Linked DNA regions of Sus scrofa: all the other regions are linked to region 2. The links are chromatin contacts, called in public Hi-C, HiChIP or PLAC-seq and promoter capture Hi-C maps. All regions are on one chromosome and are shown on one strand. The core of a region is the stretch at or near the end of the contact, and the rest is flanking DNA. Distances in the headings are between cores, read along the strand shown. Region 1 holds the start of ASNA1 (ATPase ASNA1). Region 2 holds the start of IER2 (immediate early response gene 2 protein). Region 3 holds the start of MAN2B1 (lysosomal alpha-mannosidase). Region 4 holds the start of GNG14.

Evidence for each region. Promoter capture Hi-C pulls out the DNA fragments that hold promoters and counts their contacts. Hi-C and Micro-C count contacts between places; a contact is called where the count stands out from the background. HiChIP or PLAC-seq counts read pairs in DNA pulled down with a chosen protein or histone mark.
Region 1: a contact with region 2 is called in a Hi-C map of liver, with 5 times the contacts expected there. The contact joins the promoter of ASNA1 here to the promoter of IER2 in region 2. A contact is called at or near these places in 1 of 5 promoter capture datasets (liver), 2 of 47 Hi-C or Micro-C datasets (heart right ventricle and liver) and 1 of 2 datasets of contacts at active chromatin or transcription factors (alveolar macrophages).
Region 3: a contact with region 2 is called in an H3K27ac HiChIP or PLAC-seq map of alveolar macrophages. The contact joins the promoter of MAN2B1 here to the promoter of IER2 in region 2. A contact is called at or near these places in 1 of 47 Hi-C or Micro-C datasets (liver) and 1 of 2 datasets of contacts at active chromatin or transcription factors (alveolar macrophages).
Region 4: a contact with region 2 is called in a promoter capture Hi-C map of liver, with 2.5 times the contacts expected there. The contact joins the promoter of GNG14 here to the promoter of IER2 in region 2. A contact is called at or near these places in 1 of 5 promoter capture datasets (liver), 1 of 47 Hi-C or Micro-C datasets (liver) and 1 of 2 datasets of contacts at active chromatin or transcription factors (alveolar macrophages).

Annotation. Positions count from the first base shown.
Region 1 is chr2:66,259,284-66,262,835 of Sscrofa11.1, reverse strand. ASNA1 (ATPase ASNA1) reads left to right here and starts at 1,701. Exons shown (of 7, transcript XM_003123324.4): 1 at 1,701-2,051; 2 at 2,890-3,037. The coding sequence starts at 1,891. C2H19orf43 reads right to left here and starts at 450. Exons shown (of 3, transcript XM_003123323.4): 1 at 33-450. The coding sequence starts at 383.
Region 2 is chr2:65,910,319-65,913,800 of Sscrofa11.1, reverse strand. It overlaps IER2 (immediate early response gene 2 protein), which reads left to right and starts at 1,310. Exons shown (of 1, transcript XM_003123342.4): 1 at 1,310-3,482. The coding sequence starts at 2,516. The coding sequence ends at 3,181.
Region 3 is chr2:66,327,755-66,331,081 of Sscrofa11.1, reverse strand. MAN2B1 (lysosomal alpha-mannosidase) reads right to left here and starts at 2,031. Exons shown (of 24, transcript XM_003123314.4): 1 at 1,804-2,031; 2 at 153-255. The coding sequence starts at 1,965. WDR83OS (WD repeat domain 83 opposite strand) reads right to left here. Exons shown (of 4, transcript NM_001001645.1): 4 at 3,087-3,327. It overlaps LOC100736972 (a long non-coding RNA gene), which reads left to right and starts at 2,071. Exons shown (of 6, transcript XR_002341622.1): 1 at 2,071-2,225; 2 at 2,428-2,501.
Region 4 is chr2:66,301,571-66,304,984 of Sscrofa11.1, reverse strand. GNG14 reads left to right here and starts at 1,860. Exons shown (of 3, transcript XM_021083731.1): 1 at 1,860-1,983. The coding sequence starts at 1,900. It overlaps DHPS (deoxyhypusine synthase), which reads right to left and starts at 1,610. Exons shown (of 9, transcript XM_003123318.5): 1 at 1,221-1,610; 2 at 452-616; 3 at 112-233; 4 at 1-29. The coding sequence starts at 1,427.

The DNA.
Region 1 (3,552 bases), core at 452-2,951, 350 kb before region 2:
TGGCGCCCGCCCCCACCCCCGCGGCTCCTTACGAAGCTGAGCGTGGGGCCCGGGCCGCCCTTCCTCTTCGGATCCCCGGGACCCGCGGCGGCGGCGGTGGCCGGCTGGTCGGGTCGCTGCGGGCCCGGGGGCGGCTCCTCCTGCCGCTGCCGCTGCTCCTCCTCCATCTTCCGCTTGAACAGCTCCAGGAAGCTGCCGTCGTTGGCGAACAAGTTCACGCCGCCCGTCACAGGGCTCGAACTAGCGCCCGACACTTCATCATCCCCGCTCTCGGGCGACGTCCCGGGCCCCGACTCAGCCCATCGGCTCCCGCCGCCGCCACCGCCCGCGGGGCCCGGCGCCTCCCGGCCCGGAGGCTCCGCCCGTCTCCCTCGGGCAGCCATTTTGTCGCCAGGTGCCGCGCAAAGGACTCCGGGAAGGCCGCTCCGACCCCGCGCTTGGCGCCCGACTTGCCTCGTCCCGAGCAATGCATGCTGGGAAGACCCGTCTAGTCCTCTAGCGTCCGCAGTGGGGGCGGGGCACGCGGGGCGGGGCGAAAGAGGAGTAAAGCTTGAAGCCGCGCACCAGCAGACAGATACATCGCCCTGCCTAGCGGATTATAGTAACCCAACTAAACTTCCGCGAGCGTTACGCAGACATGGTCTCCCCCGAAATAAGGCTATCGTCTAAGCCTACGGCGATAGCTGGCTCTCGGAGTGAGGTTCCCGCCTGGGACTTGGGGGCATATTCGCTTTTCTGGCACCAGAGAAAATCTCAACGTGGGGAAGGACTTCATCTGAGGCTGTGTGTTCAGCTGAATCTTCGGAACCTGGGTCCCTAACTAGATCTCGGGGGTACATCTAGTCTGGGCCCCCAGAATAGAAATGGAGGCGTCTCTGGGTTGGGTACCTGTCTTCTGAAATGGAGCTTTCATTTGGGAATAGAGACACCGCTTGCTCGAAGGAACTGGGGTCCTCATCTGAAAGTCAGGGTATTATTGTATGCGCTAGAGTACTTAGGTGAAGCCGCGGATATTTCTAGACTGCAGTCCCTATCTAAGGTAGAGTGTCCTCCAACGGCCTGGAACCGAGCATGTATTCCTGGGGCAGAGGTTCAAAAAGATAATTGGCTGAACTGCAGACTCCCCTCGAATAGGGAGCAAAGTGGAAGGAGGTTTTCGAGAACAGACCCCTTCTACGACAAAGAGCGAGGTTGCAAATGTTGGCCCTGCCCTGCGTGGGGCTCAGGGCTCAATGGACAAGGATCTGTGGCTTTCGCCCATAACTGGAGTTGTTCTGCCTCTAACCACTGGCACCCCGAGGACCTATCTCAAGATAGCTAATCGGTTCGTCTATGATTGGTTCGCGTCAGGAGCTCAATGGCTCCCAGCCAGTTGCCAGTTAGGTAACAGAAGAGACAGACCTGAGGCGGTGTTGGGACCAGATTTGGAAAATAGGGGGAAATGATCGACATGAAGTTGAGCCTATGGAGTCAGGTAGGAATGGACCTCGGATCAAACTTCTTGGAAAGGGCATGGACCGTGTGTTTGGCTGGTTGCTAAGGGGAGGTCGGCCGCTACAGGGACGTGAGAGTGATTGGTGAAAATAAGAAAAGATGAAGCCAATGGAAGGAGTGTGGCAAGACGTAGGGCCCAATCAGTGAAGGGGAGTGACCTGGAAGGTACCAATATGTTAATTAGGCAGGGGGAGTCTTTGAAAAAATATAGACAAGAGGTTGACAAGGTGAACCTTGGAAGGGGATAATATGGAAATATAGCTTCTATTATCACCTAAAAGTCAGATCATGAGAAAATTAATTCACGCTTCTAGCCGTGACGGGATATGATAGGAAATTTCCCCTGTAGGTGCTTTGCATAGTTCGCTCCGCTTGATCACGTGAGCCGGGTCCAAGATGGCGGCAGGGGTGGCCGGGTGGGGGGTTGAGGCAGAGGAGTTCGAGGATGCCCCTGATGTGGAGCCGCTGGAGCCCACGCTTAGCAACATCATCGAGCAGCGTAGCCTTAAGTGGATCTTCGTTGGGGGCAAGGGTGGCGTTGGCAAGACCACCTGCAGGTAAGGAGGCTGCGGCGGGGGCCGAGAAAACGGGTGGGATGTACCACCGGTTAAAGGGGAGGCTATGGGCCGGTCTTCCACAACCAACATGGCTAGAAGGCTGGCCCGGGGTCTTCAGGGTTGTACTCTCCGGAAATTACGTGGAGTAAGTGGAAGATACCTCCTGAATGTAGGTCCGCATCTTCTGAATCGTACAATCTGCTGGAGTTCAAGGGCTGAACCACATTTGATCCAGCGCACTGGGGGCCCGGAGCGCACTTAGATGTCTCAGTCAGCTGGACTGTACCAGATTGACCTCAGGGTAGGGCGAGGGGCACCAGGTGAACCCACTAGTCTGGTGAACCTTGCCATTATATGCCAACGTGGGAGTGGAGGTGGAAGGCTGGGAGAGGGCATATGATCAGGCTATCCCAGTCATCTGGGAGGAGGGAGAGGGGTCCCTCGGATAGAGTACCTGGGAAAAGTGAGTTGAACCATAGAGTTTAGCCGAAGACGCGAAGGATCCCTTAGCTTAGCGTTGTCGAAAGGGGCAGAGAGTCGAGCTATACTGGCTAGACAGCTGGACATGCCACTTTGCTAGTAAAGAAGTAAGCATCAGGCCAGACCGACATTCATTAGAACCTTGCTACTCTAACCAGCTAGAGGGGTCTGTGAGAGATGTCTGAGAAGGTCCCTCTACAAGGATTGAGGCTTGCTCCCACAGTTATCCATACTCTCCTCTCAAGGTCCTTGCTGATCCAGGTCCCCTGCTCCTGGGCCCCTTCATGTCCTCTTGCAGACCTAGGGAAAGCAGAGGCTGATTCTTCAATCCATACCTTTTGGCCTTTCCCTTGCCCAGCTGCAGCCTAGCAGTCCAGCTCTCCAAAGGGCGGGAGAGTGTTCTGATCATCTCTACAGACCCAGCCCACAACATCTCTGATGCATTTGACCAGAAGTTCTCCAAGGTGCCTACCAAGGTCAAAGGCTATGACAACCTCTTCGCCATGGTAAGTGTACCAGGATTCAGTCCTAACGCTCTGTCCCAACTCTGGCAAAGGCACCTTCAGGCTTTTCCCTTGTGAACAACATCCATCAGCAGTTACCATGTCCACCCATTCTCCATCCTCTGTCTCTCCACTTTCACCCCCTCAACATACCCATAGGGGAATGACTGAGGAATGCTTCTGGTGCAAAGGGAGACCAGAGTGACTGGAGCTTAATGAGTAAGGAGTCAGGAGAGAGACATCAGTGAGGGCTACATGGACCTTGTAGGCCCCTGGAAACAGGTCAGCTTTGATTCCAAGTTTAATGGGAAGCTCTTTGTTTTAAGCAGAGTAATGTCAATGCCAAATTAGTTTTTCAAAAAGTTCCTTGTAGGGAGTTCCCATTGCAGATTAAGAATCCAACTAGTATCCATGAAGATGTAAGTTTGATCCCTGGCCTCGCTCAGTGGGTTAAGGATTTGGTGTTGCTGTGAACTGTGATGTAGGTCACAGATGTGGCTCAGATCTGGCATTGCTGT
Region 2 (3,482 bases), core at 61-2,560:
ATCCTGTCCTGGAAGATGGTTCCAGCCCAGGGTCAGGTGTGACAGGTTTGGGGAGCAGTATGGGGATGGGTGGTCTCTCCACCTTCCCGCGGGGCCAGGGTGAACTGCAGGCATTCTGTGACGAGTTCTGTTTGATTTACCCCTCCTCTTTTTTTCCTGCGGAGGAGGGAAGCATCCCGGGGCAGGATGGCCCTGGATGGGGGCCCTGGAAATGCTTCTGGAGGGTAGGATCTTTCTGGGTGCGACCTGGGGGTCGTGGGAGGGAGTGTGGTGGGGGCAACTCTGAAGATAGCCTGCAATGAAGTCCTTTGCGCGTGGAGTGGGACCAGGGAATGTCTGGAGAGGGACTCAGGGTGGCCGCCTGTGCGACAGAACCTTTATGTGTGGGGTCTCCGAGAAAGCATTTTTTTTTTATTGGTGGGGGGGACCGTTGCCCGAGTGGGGTCCTGATTCTTGGAGCGGGCTATCTTAAGAAACCCTCAGAAGGTCGCCCCTGTTGTGTGTCAGAGACAGCGCCTGGGCGGGGGATGTCGTTGTGGAGTTTCGTGGGATTGGGAGTGTGGGGGAGCGGGGATGAGGACGTTCTCAGCGAGTAATATATGGCAGGATCGCTGAATGGGAGCGGTTTTGGGAGAAGTCTTTTAGAAGAGAGAATAATTGACCCCCCCATGTGTCAGAGTTGGAGATGGGGGACCTGAGCGTGATCCAGAGGTGCAAAGGAGGATCACTTTAAGGGGAGGGGCAGGATCTCCATGGAGGGGACCAGAATGAGAGTCCTCAGGGAGTAGCTGCTTGAGTTGGCAAGGTCTTTGTGTAGATCTCTGGGATACGGCGTCAGAGTGAACAGTGAGGTAGCCCCTACACGCCAGCAGGGGCTTTTCTGGAGGGGCGTCACATCTTCCCGGTCTCCGGAGGGAAGGAAGCGAAACTTTCTCCTTCCTCTCTGTGGGCCGGGCTGAACGCCGCTCCGGAAACCGGGGGCTCCAGCCAGCCCTAGCTGCCGGGAGAGAAAGAGCGGAGGGGGCGTGTCCGGAGGCTAAGGCACCACCCCCGCCCGGAAGAAGCCCGTGGCTGTCCCGTATCGAGATCCGGGTTCCTGTCCTTATATGGGCAGCCGGAAGCGGCTCACGCGCACGCTCTACGTCATTACTTCCAAATTTAGTGGTGGAAGTCTAGCAGATCTCTTGGCGGGAAGGCTCGCGCAAGAGTTGGGGGCGGTGGAGCCTTCCCTTAAAGGGCCCGCACCACGAATGAATGGAACTATTCGAACCGTATTGCTTTTTTTTTTTTTTTTTTTTTTTCCTGAGTAACTGGAATTAGGTTTCCTTGGAACTGTAGTGCGAAGCGGAAGGTGGGGCGGCTGTTTTCTATCTGCTCTATTTCTGAGTTGTTCAGTTTTCAGCTTCTACCCCAACTCCGCCTCCTGGGGAGCAGAGGCGGAGCACCGCTGCGTCGTTTGGGGGGCCACAGCCACGTGCTCACTCGGGTTGTGTTGCGGCTGGGTACTCCGCCTTACGAGTTCCACGCCCACGGTGGATTTCGTGCCTAGGGAAACAGACGAAGTGGGAGGGTGATTCTTGCGGAGCGCAGAGATGGCAGCCTGGACTGCACTTGTGTCTGCAGACATCCGCCGCCCGTGGAGTGGGCATCTTTGCTCTAAGGCAACGCAACCAGCGTGTCCCGCCTTCTTACCGCTTCCATACGGAGGGGAATGGAGAGGGCTGGAGGCCCAAACGGTCTCGTTTCACCGCAGTAGCCCATTTATTTGTTTAGCAAATATTGGACGAATCACTCTTGTCTAGGTTTCCCCACCTGAAGAAATCAGATATAACTACCCTCCGCGGAGTGGAGGTGAGAGATCAATAACATATTTATGAAAGGAAAGACTTTAGCGCGTGGCACATAGTAAGTGCTTAATAAATGTTGCTAGCATCGTTATTAACAACAAAAAAACGTTAATTAAGAGACTGGTAGATGCTAGGCACTGTTCCCACGGGGGATGTACCGGCTGGAACCCGGGTCTTCCCAGGTGCGAAAGGAAACTTACAAGCTAAGGCCAGCTCGCTGGGCTCTACAGACGCAACCCGTGGGTCGGCCCTGAGCCCCACCTACGGCCCCCCTACACTGGGCCTGCGCAAGGATGCACTGGGGCCACTGAGAAAGGATACCGCCGGGAGAGGTCAGCTTGGACTGGGGAACGCTCACCCTCTACAAGTTCGGGTCCCTTTTCATCTCAGGGTAAATCCCACCCTGTCCCTTTAAGGAGTCTCTAGCCCCGCTGCGCTGCGGAAAGCCCGGATGCGGCTCTCTGATTGGGCGGGGCGTCTCCGTGACATCACACTGGGTACAAAAGGGCCCGGGTGGCGGGCGGCCGGGCAGAGCGTCCTACTAGTCTCTCAGTGTGGGTATCTCCGCAGAGAGAGGCGTGAACGAACGCATAGTCTGGAGTGCACCTGCCACCTCCCCTGCCCAGCCCAGAGTCCCCGCCAAACCTCGGTCCCGCCGTCGAGTCGTCATGGAAGTGCAGAAAGAGGCGCAACGCATTATGACCCTGTCCGTTTGGAAGATGTACCATTCGCGCATGCAGCGCGGTGGCCTACGGTTGCACCGGAGTCTGCAGCTGTCGCTGGTCATGCGTAGCGCCCGGGAGCTCTACCTTTCGGCAAAGGTGGAAGCCCACGAGCCTGAGGTGCCCTTGCCACCCGCCCGCTCCCCTGATCCTCGCCTACACCCACCGCGAGAAGCGGAAGCCGCAGCCAATGCAGCGCTCCCCGACGGTGAGCCTCCCTCTCCGGAACCCATGGACACGCAGGAGGCGCCGAGAATCGAGGAGACCCCTGCCCCCTGTGCCCCGCGCCCTGCCAAAGTCAGCCGCAAGCGGCGAAGCAGCAGCCTGAGCGACGGTGGGGACGCCGCACTGGTCCCGAGTAAGAAAGCCCGTCTAGAAGAAGAGGAGGAAGGGGCCCCTTCGGAGGTCCTCAATCGCCTGCAGCCCCCTCCGGCGCAAACGGAGGGCGCCTTCCCCAATTTGGCGCGTGTCCTGCAGAGGCGCTTCTCCGGCCTCCTGAACTGCAGCCCCGCCGCCCCGCCGACGGCGCCGCCGGCGTGCGAGGCGAAGCCGGCTTGCCGCCCGGCTGATAACATGCTGAACGTGCTGGTGCGGGCCGTGGTGGCCTTCTGAGGGCCCTCGAGCGGCGCTACCGGAGCCCAGAGCGCGGGCCGAACCGTCGGCCAGAGTGCGCAGACCCGAGGCGAGGCCCACCCCTACGGGAGCACCCTCGGAAACCGTGGAAAGGAGCCACCTCCCGGGCTGCCGAGAGGCCCTGAGAGGGACTCTGCCCCCGGGGAGCCGTCGCCACCTGTGTGCAGTCGCGGCACCGAGGAGCCTGAGCCGGGGGGCGCGGGCGCCTTGCCGCAGACCTGCCGCGCCCACAGGTGCTGTTTTAATGGACTGTGACGTGGACCTTACCCTCTCCTTCTGG
Region 3 (3,327 bases), core at 782-3,281, 420 kb before region 2:
CCTACTGAGCCATGACAGGAATTCCAAGGGCAATCTTCTTAGACACAGAAGCCCAAGCTGGGCATCACCCTATTGCCCAGAACTAAAAAAGGATTTGAGGGGCTCTGAGGAGCCATAGGAGTCCCGGCGGTCAGTCCCCACCCTCTACTCACTGCCATAAAAGTACTGGTCCACAGTCTTGAGCCAGCCCACGTCATCATGTGTGTGGGCCACCAGGTGCACGTTCAGCATGTCCGGCTCCACCTTGGGGCATGTCTGCATAGGGACCCCAAACACACTCTCATATACTTTGTCAGTAACCCCAAGGTTAAGAGGCAGGCTGCAGTGGGGGGTTGGAGAGGACACAAGGTAAGTCTTGATTTAGAGGCAAGAGACTGAAGTGGGTCCAGGCCCTCCCAGGAAGGACACATAATTATGTCACAGATGCAACTCCCAATGGCACCATTTCTTAGAGCACCTCTCATTCACACCCTGGAGAAATAGTAGTAGGTAATGTTTCTTAAACATTTGCAAATACCAAGCAGCCACCCTGGGGTTCGGGGACAATATTTCCTGTTTTCAGACACTGAGGATCAGAGAGGGTAAGTGTTTGGGTAAGGTCATGTAGCCAGGAAGTGAAAGAGCCAGACTGCAATTTCAGGCAGACTCCCAGCTCTCAACAAGCCCCCAGGCCACACACATAGCTAGTAGCTGGCTCACACCCAATCACACAGGTAATGTAACTGAGCAGGGCCTTGTGGGGCTCTTGGGCACAAAAGCCTTTCTGTGCCCCCCATTTCTTGTTCTTAAGAAATTAGCCTCATTCAGCTTCCATAACCCTCCCTGAGTTACCAGGGAGGTTCAGACAGTTGCCGAACAGGGAAGCAAGGAGATACAAAGACAAGGGAGGAACAGTCAAGAAAAAATAGTACAGCCTTGGGACAGGATCCTGGTTCCCTCTCAAGGGATACACATAATAATATAGGCATCTTATACGCTTAAGAGAAAAGTTATATTACTTATGCTTCTTTTAGAAATGAACACTTTAAAATTGAACAGCTTAGAGTCTTTCCTTGTCCTTCTCCCTGGCTTAACTGCACCCTAAACAGTCACAGGTAAACTAAAGATTAAGCGTCCTGAGCACAATTGCCTGTGGATTAAATATTATTAGCACATGATTTTTTTTCAGGAACTTCCCTAGTTTGTTCTAATCTCTGATCAATATACCCTTTTCCCAAGTACTGTTTTTCTAGGCGACAACCCAGAAGACCACCATTGTGATCATGCTGATATCTCCTGACTCCAGCTTTGAAGACTAAGATCCCCCCCAAAGAAAGAAGAATGCATGTTTGTTCCAATCCTTGATTCCTATTTGAAAATCTGTCTTCCTTCTTTTTACTATAAAACTCCTAGCAATTCTTTCCAATGGCATTGGGAGGGCACAGTCTTTAGGGTATTAGCCTGCTGTGACCCTCCTTTGCCTGGCAAAGCAATAAAGCTATTTTTTTTCTCCTTCACCCAAAACTCTGTCTCTGAGTTTCTATTAGGCAACGGTGGACAGAGGCCAATCTTCAGCAACGGTAAATGTATGCAGAGTCCAGGTAAGCCAACCCGCAGAAGCAAGGGAGGCAGATACAGACAGCGCCATTCTCAGACACACACAGCCAGACCTCTCAATGACACCAAGCATATGCTCAGACCATGCTGTCATATTAGCAACCAGTCACTAGTCACCACAGAACTGAGCCACCCACAGACCCGAATCCTACTGGGAGCTTCACTCTGGAAGTTGAAGGACATTTCCGCTCGCGGGCCCACGCTCACCTGGTATCCGGCGGCCCAAACGCCGTGCGCCGCCAGCAACAACAAAAAAAGGAAGGAGAAAGGCGGGAGCGGTGGCTGCAGCGCGCCGGAGCGCTTCCGGGACCCCGCCTCGTCCTGGCCGCCACCAGCGCGGACCCCCCAAAACCGCGCCTCGGCAACCATGGCTCTGCTGCGGCCGCCACTGCCTCCAGGGGTTTCCCGTGCCGGGCCTAGGCTCAGCAAAGGCCCCGCCCCCAGGATTCGGCTTGACCAATGGGTGCCAGCGAGGGCGGGGCTAGGGTGTGGCCTAGAGAGTCACGAGACGGAGATAGTAGCTCTGGGTACCCTGGGGGCCTAGGAGTACAGCGAGGCCCTGGGTGTGTGTAGCCCCTCCCGGCGCTGGTTTCCTCAGAAAATGTTTTAGTCTAGCTGCTTCCTTGGAGGTAGGAGCAGGGGTCTCAGATTTTCCTACGGGTGCTGGGGTTTGCCTTGGAAGTAAAATATGTGCGTAGAATCCTAGGGTATGCCGTTGACCTTCAGGGCTAGGGTCCGCCAGGAACCTAGCTTGGCCAGGAGCAGAGGTTAATGGGTGCCCTTTTCTGTCCTACGGATTGAGACATTGAGTAAAGGAATTGCCTCTTACAGCGCTGGGGAGGGGTGGCATCCAGCCTTGGGAGAGACACGGATGTCCTCTGGAGAGGAGAGTGAGAACTTCACAGGTAAGGGAAAACGGTTTTTCTTGCCTTCCCTGGTCCCTACCAGTACATCTGACTTGCTTACAGTACCCCCATTCCCCTGATAAGAAAACCAAAGCCCAGGAGTTCCCATTGTGGCGCAGTGGTTAACAAATCCGACTAGGAACCAGGAGGTTGCAGGTTCGATCCCTGGCCTTGCCCAGTGGGTTAAGGATCCGGTGTTGCTGTGAGCTGTGGTCGCAGACGCGGCTTGGATCCCGCATTGCTGTGGCTATGGCGTAGACTGGAAGCTACAGCTCCGATTAGACCCCAGCCTGGGAACCTCCATATGCAGCAGGAAGCTACCCTAGAAAAGGCAAAAAAAAAAAGAAAAAAGAAAGAAAACCAAAGCCCAGATTCCTCAGATTAGCCCTGCTGCCAGAGGGCAAAGATCACTGTTCTGTCTCTGGCAGGGGACTTAGGGCTGGAGGCGTGTGAAATAAGAAAACTACCCTGAAGTCTCCAAACTAAGGCTCCCACCCAAGGTCTGACAGAGTGGAAGAACTGGAGCCCTTCCCCCTGCTAAGACAAGCACCCACAATGCACCGGAGAGTGAGGTCACAGAGAACATCCAGAATGCAAAACTTTATTAACTGGTTTCAACATGAAAATGATTGGAAACATGGACAGCACCTCCCCCAGCAGCAGGCAGGGTGGGGAAGGCAGGCAGGAGTGGGTTGGCCTATGCAATTCCCCTCGCTGCCTCAGCAGAAGTGGGATCCCAGGGACAGAGCCAAGTTCCCTCCATCCACCTGCTGGCCCTGAGACTACCTCACCCAGAGAAGCCCAGGACTGCAGTTGAGGGCCAGAG
Region 4 (3,414 bases), core at 611-3,110, 390 kb before region 2:
TGTCATTGGGCACCAGCAGGTTTCCAATCCTGCGGACAGGAGGCATACGGGCATCAGGACCCAGAAGCCTCAGCCTGGCTCCCCTATCCAGCATCACTCAGGGCCCCTCACCTGTTGATCCCATTCTCACGTAGCTCCTTCCCCCTGAGGCTGAACTCGCCCAGGTATGTGGGCGCCAGACACTTGATGAGATCCTCCTCCACACCCCCAGCTGTGGTCACCAAGACGTCCACCTGCAGCCACAAGACAATGAGATTGGCCCAGGAAGAAGGGCTGTGCCCTCATCCCAGGCAGGTCTCCTAACCCCCAATTCTCATCCAGTGACCCCTGCGGGGAGCTCTGATGCAAAACAAAACTGACCCATATCTCCCTATCTCACTTAAAGGACCAATAATTTTATTGCCCCCTTAGACCCAGAGAGGTCAAAGCCACAACACCACCAGGTCCCCACCATGTTGTGCTGCACGAGGTAACGGATGGTCTCACGAATGCCTGAACTGATGAGATTGGATGTGTAGCCCAGAAAAATGGTGCAGCCGGTGAGTGGGCGGCGGCTCTGAGTCAGGTCTGCATGCTGGTCTTCATCCTGAGACAGTGGCTCCAGTTTCTTCTCTATCTAGATGGAAGGGTAGAGTCGAGTTAACCTCTGGCCCCAAACTCCAGCCCAAGGACCCCAGGTGGATTTCAGAGTCAGACTCCTCCCTCCAGGCCCTGCCCACTCTGGGATATGGCACCATTTCTACCTGGAACCAAGGAACGAACACCCCTGTGCAGGCTCTATCCTGTTCATAGCCCAAGTCTGAAGTCACATACTCAAGCTTTACCCCTTTTGAGGAGGTGGAGAGCATCCCTTTTGCGGGCCTGACACCTCTCCTAACTGGAAGGGAAAATTCAACCTCAGATTCTGCCCTTACTTGAGGTCCTCCTTCAACTGCTCTTTCAGCTGCAAGGTCTTGCCCCAGGATCTGTCCATTTCAGATCACTTTCACAAGCTGCATAAAACGCGCTCCCTATCCAGCATTAGTACCAACCCATTCCAGGTACTAGAATATTGACAATGCGGCATGTCCCCTTCACAAAGCAGAAACTCCTGTCCCCGCCTCTTTCCAACTACTGGACGAAGAAGACAACCGCCTCCAGGAAAGTCCCGCCCCCAAGTACTGCAAAATGCTACTGGAGGCCACGCGCCATCAACCCAGGAAGTCTTATCCAGGCCTCACCATGGCGTTGACTTGCTGTACCGCGCGCCCGAAGTTGGTGGCCTGGAAACCAGTGGTGCCGAAGGCCTCCAGCAGCGCGCGGTAGTCCACACCGCGGTTGAAGTCGTAGCCCCGGACCTGGGCGCTCTCGGAAGGCAGAGCCGAACTGTGCTTCAATACTGCGGCCAGCGCCGCTGCAGGCGCCTCCCTCTCCGGGAGACCCTCCATACTCCCGCGGCCGCGCTCTCAAATCAGAGCTACTCCAGGGCAGGCCAGGCCAGGCCTCCGGTGGCCTCGAAATGCGCTAAGTCCCGGCTCGCACTTCCGTAGGAGAGCGATAGGCTGGGGAGGCCCGGATGCTTTGTAGTCACATGACCCGACGACGACCGAAGGCCAGGGCGCAGCCATCTTTGCTTGTGTATTCCGTAGTACGGAAGCCGCAAGGAGTCATTATCTCCTGTTTCGCTTATTCTCGTCGCAAATCGATGAAGAGTCTTACTTTCACTGCCGCCTGCTGGAGACTCACCGCATTGGGTGGCGCTTGCTCGTTCGTTTCTGTCCTCTCAGAGAGAGGATGGCTTCATAGACGTCACCTTTGGACGGAATTCGAATCACCAGAAGTATCAGACAGTTTCTGCCTCTGAGCGTCAAATGGGATACTGGTCCCTATTCGGGTCTTGCAAGTCTCCAGAATTTCCACATGCTGCATAACCCTCCGGTATTCCTTCCCCCGGCAGCTGCAGCCTTCCCTACTTCTGGGAATCCTTCCCTGACCTTTCTCTGGGTAAGGGCTCTCCTCTGGGATCCAAGGCTGATTATCTCTTTCCCTCCAGCAAGGCTGAGATCCTGGAGGGTGAGATCTGTGTTTCATTGGTCCTCCTAACCATGCATAGAGTCTTGTCCAGAGGGGACCCCTTTAATCACTCTATCTACAATTCATGGAGTCTAAACTGTACATTGGGCTTTGTGTTGGGTGCTGCATATTTATCAGTGAACAAGAAGCAGATCCTGCCATTCTGGAACCGCCGGTTTGGGGACCCAGAAGGGTAATAACAATGGTAACTACAATTTAGGATTTAAACAGGCTGATGTGAGAGTCTTTGGGGTGGAAGGTGAATGGAAGAGTTGGTGATTTTATTTGGAGGGAGAGGTGGTTGGAAAAGGACTCCCAGAAGGTGACATTTGAGCCAAGGTCAGAAGAGAAAGGCAGGCACCATACGTGAAGATGGGGGAGGAGAGGAAGCCATTCCTCTGCCGCCTCCTAGTGGGAGAAAACAGCCACTGTAAAGACCCTGAGGCTGAAAATGAGCCTGCTTAGTAGTAAGAACAGAGCATCCTTCTAAATGGTCCCCACTTGGATCTCAAACTCACCACCTTAGTTCCCTCCCAGCCTAACCCCAATTTTCCTGCAGTCCGCACCCCCATCCTCCATTCATCTAGTAGACTAAAAACTGGGGAGTTGAGGAGTTCCCGTTGTGACTTAGCAGTAATGAACCCAACTAGTATTCACGAGGTCTTGGGTTCAATCCCTGGCCTCGGGTTTGATCCCTGGCCTCGCTCAGTGGGTTAAGGATCCAGCGTTGCTGTGAGCTGCGGTGTAAGTCACAGACGTGCCTCAGATCCTGGTTGCTGTGGCTGTGGTATAGGCTGGCAGCTACAGCTCCAGTTGGACCCCTAGCCTGGGAACTTCCATATGCCACAGGTGCAGCCCTAAAAAGACAAAAGAAATAAAGAAAAATAAAATAAAACCCGGGGAGCTCAGCCTGATGTATCCCCTCCTCTCACACCCCACATCCCTCCCTCAGCATGTCTGCCAAATTCTGTCTACAAAATAGATCTCACATTCAGGTGCTTTCTTTTTCTCTCTCTCTTTTTTTTTTAATGGCTGCACCAGCTGCATATGGAATTTCCCAGGCCAGGGACTGAATCTGAGCTGCAGCTGTGACCCACGACACTGCTGCACCAATGCCTGATCCTTTAACCCACTGTAGCAGGCTGGGAATCGAACCCATGACCTGAGTCACTGCAGTCAGGTTCTTAACCCCCTGTACCATAGTGGGAACTCTACCAGGTGTTTTTCTTCATCCTCACAGCCTCCACGTGGGGCTTCTCCTTCAGTCCAATCCCCAGCTGTTGCCAGAGAGCTCATTAAACAAAAATCAGATACCGTCATTCTCCGTTAAAATTCTCTTATAGGAGCACCCGTCATGGTGCA